Regions from separate parts of the Sus scrofa genome. Here region 2 is linked to region 1. Evidence: chromatin contacts called from public HiChIP or PLAC-seq data. All regions are on one chromosome and are shown on one strand. The core of a region is the stretch at or near the end of the contact, and the rest is flanking DNA. Distances in the headings are between cores, read along the strand shown. Region 1 has its middle 130 kb from the start of HIF1A. Region 2 overlaps HIF1A (hypoxia inducible factor 1, alpha subunit (basic helix-loop-helix transcription factor)).

Region 1 (2,700 bases), core at 158-2,657:
GAAATTCCAGTCCAGCATTCCTCTAAGGCTCAGTGGTTTGGACTGCCTAGCAGAATTACCTGGAGGAGAGTTTCAATAACATGGCTCCCTGGAACTTACCCCCAAAGATTCCCATTTAGCCCTCAGCCCAGGTGATGTTCAATCAGCTGCATTTAAAAAAAAAAAAAAAAAAAAAAAAAAAAAAAAAAAAAAAAACCTTTACAGTTGACGCTGATGAATGAGCAAATTTGGGAAACATTGGACAAATTCTAAGCTCTTTGGGGTCAGGAAACATGTGAATCTTCTCTTCTGTATACCCCCAATGAAGAGCATAGCACCTGGCACAGAGCAGCCACTTACATTTATTGAGTCAATGAGTGTTGAAAATAGGGTGGTGATTAGAAGTACAGTCAACCTAGCACCTTACCTAAAGGTTAGGTAAGGGCCAGCAAGATGCAGAAGGCCAAACCAGTCAGAGTGGTGCTAAGGAGAGGAATAAAGCAGCAGGGCCGGCATGGGGTGAGCAAAAGAAAATGGGTTATTTGAGCCTCAAGTGGAGGAACATGGCTTCCATGATGCTGCAACCCCTGTGATCAGACTTAGAGGAGTCCCGCTTCCAGCTCCACCTAAGAAAACATATCTGACCAGTGACTGCCGTGGTTAAAACCATCCAAAGCAAAGCAAAACAACAGCAAAATACCCTCCAAAAGGCCTGCATGGGCAGGATAAAGTCTACCCACTTTTCTCTGACCCATGTTCCTTTCTCGGCTCCTCCTTAGCTTATCAGGTGGCACTGGCTCCCATGTCTTCACACGAATGGCCACCCTGCCTTCTTTCAAGTCTCACCCTATTGCCTGTTCTCTCTTCCTACCCTGCTCACTGCCGCCTCTGAAACCTTCAAATCACAATTTTAAATATCACATTCTCTCCCCCAGGAGGCTGTCAGCTCCCTGAGGGTCAAGTCAGCCAGCGGTGTCCAAAGCCTAACCCCACAATTGTTCTAATATTTCCATGAAAGGAAAACGACAGCAGACACACAGGACTGGTGTTTGCTTGTGTGGCTGTGAAACTGGACTCTGCAGACACAAACCAGCTCATTGATTTGGATTTAGAAAAGAACTGGAGTGGGAGGTGGGAGTCGCATTGAGAAAGAGATGCAAGTGAAAGTGGAAGAGTCAAAATAAAATAAAATAAAACCAGAGAGAAGGCAGAGTGTCTTGCCCAGTCTGATGTTGGGGTCAAAAGCCATAGGAGAACATCTCCTGGCGTCACACTGGGTCCTAGCAGACTGCCAAGCCAGTGGGTCCTCGCTAAGAAAACCCTCGAGTCCGCACAGGCTGGACCAGGGGGTATAGGTGGGCGTGGGGGCAGGGCTGCGCAAGGACCAGGTCAGGTGCACCGCGCAGGCGGGCGCAGCAAGGCTGGAGCTGAAGGCAGCTGATTCGCCTGCTTGACGCTCCGATGCCTTGATTTGGTCTGACAAGTGGAGGCTGCTGTGAGAAGCGGCCTGGATTTTTGACATTCAGCAAGCTAGAAATAGCCAGCTGAGCTCCTGGCGCTGTGGTCACAAATGTCTTGCCCTTCCGAAACGACGGCCTGATTGAAGGTGCTTTTCAGCAGTGCGGACCTGGACTCTCTATATCAGGCTTGGGTTCTGGTCCAGACTCGGCTCCCAACTCAGAGGTTTAGAGTCACTTGAATTGACCGCAGCTCAGCCTGCCCTCTGTGAAATGAGGTTGCTGAGAGTCAGCCCCCTGCCGACCCTGCTGAAAACGATTCTGAGTGGCTGCCCCAACCTGCCTAGTCCCGTGACCTGAACTTGATCTCCGCTGCTGCTAGAAGCCTCAGCACCCCAGATATTCACTCTAGGTTGGCCTAGAAGATGATCCTGCCTGAAAAGGTGCTGATGAACATTTTGTGAATCACGGACCCTTTGAGAAACTGTTGAAATTTATTAGCTCTTGCCTTGGAAAAAATTCCACAATGATGAAACATTGCTTATAACTGCAGGGAGTTACTGGCTTAATCACAGAGCCCTGCTTTAGTATCTCTAATCTAGCCCAGCTCTTCCTCTTGCAGATGAGGAGATTGGCCTGAAACAAGCCATCAGGGTTTTCCCCCAACTTCACTCATACAATGCAAGCACTGCCGTTTTCCTCCTCTCTCCCTTCATCCTCCCCGCCATCGCCCACACTTGGGCTCTCTCAAGAGGGAAATTGTCCTATAAATATTTATAAAAAGTGTGGGATGTCCTGTAGCAGAGAAAGTGAAAAATAACATCGCTGGGTCTGCAGAAATTTGCCTGATGCTTCTCTCTCTCAGCTTCCACCTCATCCTTCCCATGAGCGTGGGCATAGGGTGTGGGTAGTAGTGCAGAGAGTGGTCTCTGAAGCTACTACAGCAAAGAACACCCCACCCTCTTCAGAATCAGCACCATCAACACTATCACAGAAAACTTCCTGCTCAGACACCAACCAGCAGCTACCTGGCAGCAGGCAGAAAGAGCCAAAGCAGCTTTGCACAGTAGCTTGCTTGCCAGCAGTGTCTTGTTACAAATGGGCTTCTTGCACAAAGGGGAACTACTGGGAGGGCCCTTTTTAATGCACTGCAAGAAACAGCTCTAACAATAGATGATTCAGGAGGCCAGTCATTGGCCCTCGCTCCTATTGCATTGTTTTGATAAAATAACATAGCCCAGCAGGAGGGTAGAGAGGCAATAAA
Region 2 (2,700 bases), core at 80-2,579, 170 kb after region 1:
TTCAGTTTCTGTGTTGAGGGTTTAAGCACATGACATCTGCAAGGAGACATAATTTTCTACAGACCTGTAAACGTCAGGCATTGGTGAAGATTCCCTAGAATTGGATGCTTTGGGGACAAGCTGGATCCACACTCATGCTGAGTTGAAGAGGGAAAAGAAAAAAAGAAAAAAAACAAAAACAAAGAGCTAAATTGTAGGAAAAGTCCAGGCTTTAAGTTTTTAGGTAAAAGAGCTTAGAAGAATATGAAGATCTCCTCCCAGTATAAAAGTATCAAAAAAATGGGATGAAGTGAGTCACCTTTGCAGTAACAGGCGCTAAACAGCCCAATCTAGCAAAATGAGCCTATTTAAAAAAATTTTTTAATGTAAAGCTGTATGAGATATTGGTATATTTTGGAGATTAATCCCTTGTTGATTGCTTCATTTGCAAAGGGGATAGATTACTTTTGATTGTGGACTAGAAAGGAAAGTTTTTGGTCGTCTCCTCACCCTACATAGTTTCCTGAGCAGTTTCATTTTTGGCCACGGTTTCTGTTGCGACTTCCCGTATTTCTATTTATAACTATTTCCATTTCATTGCCAATTTGATATTTTTATCTGGAGGTATGTTCTTCTATATTATAAACTAAAAATTTCTGAAACTAAACTGAACCACTCCTACCCCAAAACAATTTCAAAAACTGCTTTTCCTCTTATAATGAATATCATGATTGATATACCACAGTATACACATGACTCCAGCAAAAATTAAGTCATTCTTAACTTTTCTTTTGCTTTCATTATCTACACTCAGTTGGTCTCTAAATTTTAATAGATTACCATTTGCATGTATCTCTTGATCCATTTCCTCCTTCCACTCTTGTCTGCCTGCCTTTGAGTTCTTCAGCTTATTATTACATTTGGCATGAACTGCATCTCTGCCAGCAGATTTGTGCCCTTTTAATCTCATCCAGGTTTCCAAGAAGTGGACTTCCTAATGTGAAAATTAGATCATGTCATACTCCTGTTGAAAATGCCTCAGCTGCTTCCCTCCTTCATCTTCACATACCAAAAAAAAAAAAAAACAAACAAAAAAAAAACCTTTTTTGTTTATAAATATATTAGAAGGATAGCACATTTTTATTTATCAAAATAAGACATGCATTTTGAAAAGCTGGGGGAAAAAAACAGGCCCAGGCAATAAAATCTAAACTTCTTAGCATAGCAAGCAAAGATACTTATGATCTGGCCTCTTCTGACTTCTCCAAATTAATTGGGAGGAGGAAAAGACCCCCTTCTGCTGTGGTCGCCTATAGCCTGAGAGCTCCACATGCTGTTCTGCTGTCTTAGTGCAATGATGCTATCCTCAACTCCAAACACATACTTAGCTTCCAAGAGCTACCTACTGCATCTATTTGTAGAGCTTTCCTTGTTTCTTTAAGAAATTACTGTTTCATGTATGTAAGTCTGTCATGGCCTTTTTTCTGCTTTTGCAATTATTTGCTTGCTTGTACCATTTTTTGCTTTAAGGCTGTATGACCATGGCTGAAAGCATATGTTCTGTAGCTAGACTGCTAAATCCTGACTGCCTATATCCGGGTGACCTTAGACACATTACTTCTTTTCTTTGTGCATCATTTTCTTCATCTTTAATAATCTCTACTTTAGATAAAGTATAATGCGTGTATTAGTATCATCTTCAACTTGAAGATTATATGAGGAAAACAACTTTAAGTCCTTAGTGCTAACTATAAAGTAGATAAGAAGCCTCTGCCCCACTGTACAAGGAATGTGAGAGGGCACTGGCTTTGTATCACATAATCCTTGATTCCATGCTGGCTTGCAGTCCTGGTAACAGTGTGACCTGGATCTTAGGCACTGTTGTAAATCTCATGGTCCTTATCTGTTAAAAAAGGGTCATGCTTGTAAGGATTAAAAGAGTGTTGAGCACCTATTACACACAGTGACTGTTTGACCGCTGGGGTTAGAGTTAAGAAAAATGAAGATAGAAGAGCCAAGAAGTATTTTATGGCATTTACTGCCAGTGTTTATGTCAGTGTATGATAGAAGAGAGATGCCCTTCCTTTTTTGAGGAATTAGTTTTTATTTTTTTTATTTTTTTGTCTTTTTAGGGTGGCATCCATGACATATGGAAGTTCCCGGGCTAGGGGTCTAATCGGAGCTATAGCTGCCGGCCTACACCAGCCATAGCAACACAGGATCTGAGCCGCATCTGCGACCTACACCACAGCTCACAGCACTGCCAGATCCTTAACCCATTGAGTAAGGCCAGGAATTGAATCTGCATCCTCATGGATACTAGTTGGGTTTGTTACCGCTGAGCCATGATGGGAACTCTGAGTAATTAGTTTTTATTTTATTTATTTATTTTTTAATGGTCATACCTGCAGCATATGGAAGTTCCTGGGCTAGGGATCAAATCAGAGCTATAACTGCAGGCCTACACCACATCATACCTGATATGATCCATCTCAGCAGCCTTTGCCGCAGCTCGTGGCAAAGCCAGATCCTTAACCCACTGAGCGAGGCCAGGGATCAAACCTTTATCTCAAGGAGACTGTTTTTTAACCCACTGAGCCACAACGGGAACTCCTAGTTTTTATTTTTTGAATTCAATAGTAAAGTATAGGGATGGGCTGGGGAGAAAGGAAAGTGATAGAGCTAGAATGAGAAAACAAGAAAGGGAGTGACATGACCCTT

The links. HiChIP or PLAC-seq counts read pairs in DNA pulled down with a chosen protein or histone mark.
Region 2: an H3K27ac HiChIP or PLAC-seq map of skeletal muscle shows a contact between it and region 1. The contact joins two enhancer-like sites. A contact is called at or near these places in 2 of 2 datasets of contacts at active chromatin or transcription factors (alveolar macrophages and skeletal muscle).

Annotation. Positions count from the first base shown.
Region 1 is chr1:190,491,319-190,494,018 of Sscrofa11.1, forward strand. No RefSeq gene overlaps it. Among named protein-coding and RNA genes, the nearest start is that of HIF1A, 130 kb to the right of the region's middle. Within about 2 kb of position 1,408, at least 19 of the 83 cell types and tissues checked have an H3K27ac peak or open chromatin away from gene starts, as enhancers often do. A contact at or near this core is called in alveolar macrophages and skeletal muscle, where this site is marked.
Region 2 is chr1:190,656,817-190,659,516 of Sscrofa11.1, forward strand. The region is part of intron 6 of HIF1A (hypoxia inducible factor 1, alpha subunit (basic helix-loop-helix transcription factor)); the gene reads left to right. It also overlaps the pseudogene LOC106507611. Among named protein-coding and RNA genes, the nearest start is that of SNAPC1, 20 kb to the right of the region's middle. Within about 2 kb of position 1,330, at least 9 of the 83 cell types and tissues checked have an H3K27ac peak or open chromatin away from gene starts, as enhancers often do. A contact at or near this core is called in alveolar macrophages and skeletal muscle, where this site is marked.